Linked DNA regions of Macaca mulatta: region 1 is linked to region 2. A link is a contact called in public Hi-C data. All regions are on one chromosome and are shown on one strand. Each heading gives the region's core, a stretch centred on a gene start, on an enhancer-like site or on the middle of the called end of the contact. The rest is flanking DNA. Distances are from core to core; before and after follow the strand shown. Region 1 holds the start of CSNK2A1 (casein kinase 2 alpha 1). Region 2 holds the start of SRXN1 (sulfiredoxin 1).

Evidence for each region. Hi-C and Micro-C count contacts between places; a contact is called where the count stands out from the background.
Region 1: a Hi-C map of fetal cortex germinal zone shows a contact between it and region 2, with 2.3 times the contacts expected there. The contact joins the promoter of CSNK2A1 here to the promoter of SRXN1 in region 2. A contact is called at or near these places in 7 of 14 Hi-C or Micro-C datasets (blood, cortical neurons, fetal cortex germinal zone and 3 more).

What each region holds. Positions count from the first base shown.
Region 1 is chr10:83,607,433-83,611,673 of T2T-MMU8v2.0, forward strand. CSNK2A1 (casein kinase 2 alpha 1) reads left to right here and starts at 2,084. Exons shown (of 13, transcript NM_001260877.1): 1 at 2,084-2,177.
Region 2 is chr10:83,489,018-83,493,373 of T2T-MMU8v2.0, forward strand. It overlaps SRXN1 (sulfiredoxin 1), which reads left to right and starts at 2,398. Exons shown (of 2, transcript NM_001194557.2): 1 at 2,398-2,618. The coding sequence starts at 2,409.

The sequences.
Region 1 (4,241 bases), core at 834-3,333, 120 kb after region 2:
CACCATGGCTTCCTTCTTCAAACTTGTGATGCTCTTTCCTGCCTTGGGATGTTTGCACTTACTGTTTCCTTCTCAAAGGGACCTTCTGAACCACTCAAGCTAAAGTTCTATACTTCACAGCTACTTATCTTTTCCTTTCATAGCACTTATTGCTACCTGAAATTACTTTGTTTATGCATTTGTTTACCTGTGCATTACTTGCTTCTCACTTTAAAAGGTGAGCTCCACCAGTAAGCACCTGGTGTATGTCTTGCTCATAACACATCCCTAGTACCTAGCACAGTGTCTGGCTCATAGCAAATGATGAATTGTTGTGAGTTAAACAAATGTGAATACAGTTGGGAAAAACAAAGCCACGAGAGCCAAAAAGATACGTTCAAGAGGTAGGTAGAAGGGTATCATTTCCTGAAAGATGACTTCCCAGAAACTTTGGGATTATCTTGTATAACCTCCTCAGTCCACAAGTGGGGAAATTGAGGCCCAGAGGTGAGGAATCACCAGTTACAGGATACTGAGAGAAAAACTGTTATGGGTTCCCAGGCAATTGGGATCAGATGTCACAAGCTGCCTAGCAGATGAGGTCCAGAGAAGGCCACAGCCACCTCCCTGAGGCCATCACGATAAGTCTGCAGCCACCACCGGCCCTAACCCCACGTGGGCAGGAGATGCCTCTTTGGGAGCAGAGGTGCTAGTCAGCTGACAAACTGTGACAGGAGGGCTGTGGAGTGTGGAGAGGCCTATTCCTGAGACAACCAGCTATTCTGAGACAGCTAGGGATAATGGTTGGTACTGAAATAACCTGGCCTCCTCACCCTCATTCCAGTGCTCACACCTCTGTCCCATCAGAGGTGAGACTAACACTTGAACTCCTTTCAGCAACTCCTAGACGCTTCAGCTTTTAGCAGGGCCTGCAAAGGAGAGGTTGATCATCAGATGGAGCTCTGTCCACTAGGGGCTCACAGTCTGATGGAGGAGACAGACTGAGGTCCTCAGGTTACTAACTGATAGTGCCTGGGTTTGAGGGAGTTCAACAGAGAGAAGACCCCAAGAGGAAAGGATCCCTGAATTAGTTCAATCAGCATACGGAAATTATCCAGTCCATGAGGTGACAGTAAGAGAAGTAACTGCCAGTGCAAAGCGAGGGAGGCAACACAGCTAAGTTCCAGGAATTGTTTGCAGTTTTAGTGGGTGGAAGCTTCCGGAATTTGAGATGAGAGTGGCAAAATAGGAGGCTGGAAAAGAGGGTTTGGCCAAATTATGGAGGACTTTGAATGTCAAGTGAAGAGTTTGGGCTATCTTTGGTGCACAAAGAGGTCCATGGGAGATTTTTGATCATGAGGAGACCATGATGAACTTTGCATGGTAGAAGGTGCTCTGTGACTGTTTTGGGGAGGTAGCTCGGGAAAGGAGAGCGGGGGTGGGAGGCAGATAGAAGGGGAAAAAACACTCTATTTTGAACGCAGAGCTCTAGGCAAGACTTCTGTAGGAGGAAGGAATTGGGCCTTGGTCTCTTGAGACCTAGTATCCTCACTTCCCAGACTCCTGCTCCATGCCCTTTCTAGGGTCCAACTTTCATTCACTTCTTCCGAACTCCAAGTGTGAATAGAAAGTGTTGCTGAAACCCTAATTTTAAACGAGGGAGTCAGAGCAAAAGGGACTTCAGCTCCCAGAATGCTTGGCTCTACAGCTCTGCAGGTCGCGCATGGTTCTTTTCAGGAAAGGAGGGGCCAGCTGGCTGAAGTGCGGGAAACCTGGGTACCGCCATATTAACTTGGATCAAACCAACTGTTCACCTAGTGGGAGGTTCGTATTCTTTCTGTTGTCATTTGTTAACACTATTGAAATAAAATGCGCGTAACTATTGCAAGTCTCCTTATTCTGCTTTGCGTTGGGAATTCCTTCCATTTTGCACCCTAGCCCAGAACTGAATCCCTAAGGCTACAATAGGACAGCCCAGCATGGCCGCACTCAGCTAGATTCCTCTGGGGGCGGAGTCGGAAGCTGTCTCGCCCCGCCTCCTGGTAGGAGGGGGTTTCCGCTTCCGGCAGCCGCGGCTGCAGCCTCGCTCTGGTCCCTGCGGCTGGCGGCCGAGCCGTGTGTCTCCTCCTCCACCGCCGCCATATTGTCTGTGTGAGCAGAGGGGAGAGCGGCCACTGCCGCTGCCGCTTCCACCACAGGTACCTTGGGAGTCGCCAGGCGAGGTCGTTGGAGGGTGGGGTGGGCGCAGGATAGGGCAGCGGAGCGCGGCCGCCACTCACGCTTCCAGCAGACTCCCGAGCGGCCCGTCGCCTTCCCCTGCCCCCACCTTCACACATACACCAACCGAGGCCCCTGCAGCCCATCTGGGAGGCCCAGGGCCACCCCCCAGGGCGGAGGGCGAGGTTTGGGGGCAGAGGCCAATGTGAGGGTGGGAATCGGCTGCCGGAGTCCAGCTTATTGCATAGGAAAGGGCCGGACTGGGTGGGGACTAGGGGACAACTTGGAGGAGGGGGTCGTCAGAGGGGGAAGGGAACTTGAGGGGTGGGGCCGCAGTGGGGTGCTGGGGGAGGGTGCGGAGGGAGTGGTGCCTGCTGGGTAGTGTGCGGTGAACCCTGCGGCGGAACTAGGCAGCTGGAGTAGGGGCCTTCTTAGGGTCCATCTGGGCGGGGCTGAGCTTCCCACCTGCAGAGTGGGTGCGAGGTGGAGAGAACCCCAGGCGGAGTTGCTGGGGAGAAAGTGGGAAGGGACCAAGACGTGGGGCAGAACGTCTAGAGTTGGAGTTAAGGACTAGTTAGGAGCCTGGATAGAAAAAGAGGTATGGAGAGAAAGCTTGGCTAAGAGTATACATATGTTGGTGACCTTTTGAAAGAGTAGGACTTTTCAATTTTGTTTTTCGTTGTGTGTTTTTGCAGTGTTGGAACACTTCTAGATTAAGCAGGTGATGGGTGGAGCTTCTGTAGTTTGTTTTGGGGAAGCAGAGTCAGGGTCAGGAGAAGTTGCATCTTGACTATTGCTTTGTGTGGAGGAAAGAGTTCTGAAAAAGAGATGGCAAATTATTTGGGAAGACTTGATTACTTTTCAACTGTTTAATTCTACGAGAATGGGATATGAGGAGAGGAAATGAAAACTAAAAAGGGAGTCTGGGCGTGGTGGCTCACGCCTGTAATCCCAACACTTGGGAGGCCGAAGCGGGTGGATCACGAGGTCAAGAGTTCGAGACCAGCCTGACCAACACGGTGAAACCCCGTCTTTACTAAAAATACAAAAATCAGCCGGGCTTGGTGGCGGTCGCCTGTAATCCCAGCTACTCAGGAGGCTGAAGCAGGAGAATCGCTTGAACCTGGGAGGCGGAGGTGGCAGTGAGCTGAGATTTGCCAGTGCACTCCAGCCTGGGCGACAGAGCGAGACTCCGTCTCAAAAAAAAAAAAAAAAAAAAGAAAAGAAAACTAAGAAGGGAAGATTTTTCCAAGAATTGGAGACTTTATGCCATCTAAGGAGTGCAGTATAGGCCCAGTGATTAAAAACCACACTGCCTAGGTTGTCAGATATCAGGGCCATTGCGACTTAGTTGTGACCTAAACTCTCTAAGCCTGTTTTCCCGTCTGTAAAAGGGGGATGATGGTATCTTCTAGCTTGTGAGTTTATGGAGAGGAGTAAATAAGACAATTTGTGTCAAGTGCTTACTACAGTGTCTGGCAGGTAGTAAGTGTAGTAAGTAGCTTTTACCTGTCACTGTAAAGGGACTAGCTGGTATATTGGGGGCTCTTCTGTTCTAGGTAAAATTTATAGTCAAGAATTTGACTGTAGACAGGGCTTTAGAATATTACCTTTGTAGTTGTAGGTTTTTGTTGTAAGTATTTGGCTTTACTGGCTTGGTGAACCTGGGGCTGAAAGTCCAGTACCAATACTAGTTCTCCTCTGTGGTATTCTCAAAAGTTCACCTGCAGTCTTAGCAGGGCATGTTTTTGTCCTTCTGTGACTTTGAAATTTTTGGCTTTGGTTTGCTATTGGGGGAGGGTGTATGACTTGAATGAAAGATTGGAAATTTGCTTAGATTGATTAATCAATTCATTACAAAGTTAGGTCCCCCTGAGGTGACTTTTCTTTAAAAACAAAACAATGCTTAGTTATGTACTTTTTTGTGGAATACAGAGAAGAGAAATACACATTTAAGGAGGAGCGTGGGTTAGTTTCTAAGTAGTTATGGGTGAAATGCCTTGCAGTTTGAGGATGAAACAGGTGGCAACTCCTTTTCCATACTG
Region 2 (4,356 bases), core at 1,148-3,647:
TAACTTCCACTTGTGGACATTCGCATGTAGTGATGTGATGCTTTGAGCTACAGCAGCCATCTTGGGACCGTGAAGGGCACACTGCAGGATAACAGAACACTGAAGATGATGGCACAAAAAGATAGACAGAACCAGAATCTTTTTTTTTTTTTTTTTTCTGAGACAGAGTCCTGCTCTGTCGCCCAGGCTGGAATGCAGTGGCATGATATCAGCTCGCTGCAACCTCTGCCTCTCAGTTTCAAGCGATTCTCCTGTCTCAGCCTCTGGAGTAACTGGGACTACAAACGCGTGCCACCATGCCTGGCTAATTTTGGTACTTTTGGTAGAGACAGGGTTTCACTATGTTGGCTAGGCTGGTCTCGAACTCCTGGCCTCAAGTGATTTGCTTGCCTCAGCCTTCCAAAGTGCTGGGATTACAGGTGTGAGCCACTGCACCCAGCCAGAACTGGAGTCTTTGTTCAACTGCCTCTTTACCAACCTTAGACATGCCTACCACATCTTATTATGTGAGAAAACAAACCTTCTTATTGCTTAAGCAATTTTGAATTAGGCCATAGATATCTTAACACAGAGAATTTGATACCAGGAAATGAGGTCCCCCTGAATACACCATGATGAAAGAATCAGGCCAGAGCTCCACTTTTCCACTCTAGAAACTGTTATCTTGCCATTCTTACTTCTTATAATGAGAAAGATGTTTTAGAAGGGATAACTTCCTTCTTGATGAAATTCTCTAATTTTTTTTTTTTTTTTTTTTTTTTTTTGAGACAGAGTCTCGCTTTGTCGCCCAGGCTGGAGTGCAGTGGCGGGATCTCGGCTCACTGCAAGCTCCGCCTCCCAGGTTCCCGCCATTCTCCTACCTCAGCCTCCCGAGTAGCTGGGACTACAGGCGCCCGCCACCTCACCCGGCTAGTTTTTTTGTATTTTTTTAGTAGAGACGGGGTTTCACCGCTTTAGCCAGTATGGTCTCGATCTCCTGACCTCGTGATCCGCCCGTCTCGGCCTCCCAAAGTGCTCTGGGGCTGAGGTGTGGTTGTCAGTTCTACTTCTGGAAACAAAGTATCATTTAGGTGTCCACGGGAATTATGTTTGGAAAGGGAAAGGCTCAAATCTTGGTCTCAGTGTTCTAAGGTTTTGTGAGAGACTAAGAACCCAAAATAAAAGATCTTCAACAGCAAAATGGATGTTACGCAATTCACAGAGCACTATATGAGCACTCTCCCAATTCACACAACTCTGAGTGAGGAGCAGCATTACTTCATTTTACAGACAGGATTCAGACAGTGTCAGCAACTGGCTCAAGGCAAAGTAGAAACCCCTGGCCCCCTCCTCCATGTGGAGTTTTCTCGGGCTGGCAGGGTAAGTATGCATTCCTCCATGTTCGTGCCATCCACGTGGAGAAGGAAGACAAGCAAACCAGACATGGTTGTCTTCAACCGAGTCTGGGATTGTCCACCTTCCTGCTTGGAGTTGGTGGTTAGGTGGCTCCACAGTATGGACTTGTATGACCTGACTTTCATTTCAGCTGATCTTGAACAAGCGGGTCTATAACTGCACCTACTTCCAGTAGTGTTGTAATGATACAGTGTGGAACTCGAAGGCAGGGCCCACACATTGTCAGCGCGATTCCTGAGGGCTCCGTGTGACAGTCACTGTTGCTGAACCAAGGCAACCAGCCGTGGGGCAGAGAGCGGACTCCGGAGCCAGACTATCTGGATTTGAATGCGGATTCGGCCACTTACTAACTCCATGATCTTGGGTAAATCACTTAAACCTCTGTGTCTCAGTCTCCTCTTCTGTAAAATGGGAATAACAATCATACCTTCCTTGCAGAGTTGTTTTGAGGTTTAGATAAGTCAATATTCGTGCAAAATGTTTGGAACGGCGCCAGACACAGCCAGCACCAGATTGGAAGTGGAACCGTTGGTGGGGATCATCACCTCGCTGGCTAGGAGCCCTAGCAGCGGGGCAGCAGCGCACTGCAGGATTTGCCGACTCATCCCGGCTGGGCAGGTTCGCCTCGCTCTCCGCCCCCGCCCCCGCGGCCTAAGTCACGGCGGCCGGTGCGTCACCCGCGCCCCTCCCGCCCCGCGACCTGCAAACTCACCCTGAGTCAGCCAGCCCGGGCGCTTCCACTCCCCGGACGCCGCGCGGCGGAGGGGAGGCGGGAGGCGCCCCCCGGTGGAGAGCCGGAGCCCCGCGCGAGTTCGGCTGCACCTGGCGAGCGGAGCCTGAGTCGCGGGGGGGACCGCGGGGTTGAGACCGGACCACGGCGGGGCCGGGGGAGAAACGCGCCCTGGCCCGGGCCCCCCCACCCGACCGCGCAGAATGGTACGGCCCGGCCAGAGTTAAGGCCTGAGGAGGCGGCGAGTCCCGCGGCGGCAGCGGCGACGACGGTGGCGGCGACGATGGGGCTCCGTGCTGGAGGAGCGCTGGGCAGAGCCGGCGCGGATCGGGGGGCGCCCGAGGGGCCCGGGCCGAGCGGTGGCGCGCAGGGCGGCAGCATCCACTCGGGCTGCATCGCCGCGGTACACAACGTGCCACTGAACGTGCTTATCCGGCCGCTGCCGTCCGTGCTGGACCCCGCCAAGGTGCAGAGCCTCGTGAACACTATCCGGGTGAGGCCCCGAGGAGTCCAGCCAGCTGGAGGGAGGGCTTTGGAGGGGAGGTCGCCGGAGGAGGGAGGTCGCCGCGATGGAGGCGAGACTGAGTGGTTCCGGGCTCAGCCGGAGCTTAGCATCTGCTGTGTGACCTTGAGCAAGTGGCTGGGCCTTTCTGGGCCTCTGTTTCCTCACTTGAGCAAGGAGGGAATTGGACGAGATAATTAAAGTAGTGATGATAATGCTTATAACGCTAGTGCTTGCAGTGGTCCAGGAACTGCAGGAAGTCCCTTAGTTTCCAATGCCAACCCAATGAGTACCTATGAGGTAGAGAGTGTCTCTTTTGCAAACGAGAAACTGAGGCAGGGAAGATTTCAGCGGCTTGACTAAGATCAGGCGCTTAAAAAGTGGCACGGCTAGGATTCACACCCAGGCAGCCGGCCCCCACTGCCCAGCACATGGCCACTGCACTACCCGGAGATAAGCCGTGGGTTATCATGGCTGTGACAGTCAGTGACAGTGGGACCGGGTGTGTCGTATCTGCTGGGAGGCCCTCGTCTGAATGGGAAGTGGAAGAGGTCAAGGGTCAGCTCCACCACTGAGGGAGGGTGTTAAGAATGCCGGAGTGATTCTGGCAGGTGCAAGAACAGGTGTCAGGTTAGGCCTACACGACATTGAGTCCCCTCCCCCCTGACCCTTGGAAGGCGAGCGCATGAGATCCCTAAGCCCCACCCAGCACCTCTACAGCCACCCCCGATTAACTTTCAGTCCTAGTATTTACACTGCTGTCCTCACTGCCTGGAGCCACTTCCCCCGACAACCACAGGGCCTGCCCCCCTGCCTGGTCCAGCTCTCTGCCTCCTTGATCACCCTTGGTCAGGGTCCCTCGCGTCTCTAGCTCTCCCCTTAGCCCGAGATGTTTCTCAGGATACCACTTATGTCCACCAGAAATTATATCATACATTTATTTGTGTTGCATTTTATTTTCTGTCTTCCCGACCTCTTGTGAACTCTACAAGGGCGAGGACCTTGTCCCATCTTATCTGTTGCCACAACAGTAGCACAGTGCCTGGCTGAGATGGGAAGGGATCTGCCATACACGCCCTGTCCCACCACTGGGCTTTTTCTCCTATTGAGAACCTCTTCTGTCTCTGCCTTGTTGTTTCTGACTCTTCCTCAGTCTTCCTGTCTCAGTGTCAGCATCTTCCCTGACCGTCCCTACCAGGTTAGGAGCTCTGTGGGCCTGCAGCCACCTGTGTGACCACCTGCATAGCTCTGATCTACTGGCTTTTTTTTTTTAAAGACATTGTCTCTCTCTGTCGCCCAGGCTGGGGTGCAGTGGCGCGATCTCGGCTCACTGCAACTTCTGCCTCCCAGGTTCAAGCTATTCTCCTGCCTCAGCATCCTGAGTAGCTGGGATTACAGGCACCCGCCACCACGCCTGGCTGGTTGTTGTATTTTAGTAGAGATGGGGTTTCACCATATTGGCCAGGCTGGCCTCAAACTCCAGACCTCAAGTGATCTGCCCGCCTCAACCTCCCAAAGTGCTGGGATTACAGCTCACTGGCTTTTAACGTCCTGTTTAGACACCTGCCTTCCATGCTAGAACTGTAGGCTCCAAGGGCCAGAACCAGCTCTTCCTTTGCTTACGTACACCTATATTAGTTTTCTGGGGCCACCGTAGGTTACCACAAAGTTGATGGCTTAAAACAACACAGCTTTATTTATCGTCAGAAGTCCAAAATGGGTCTTACTG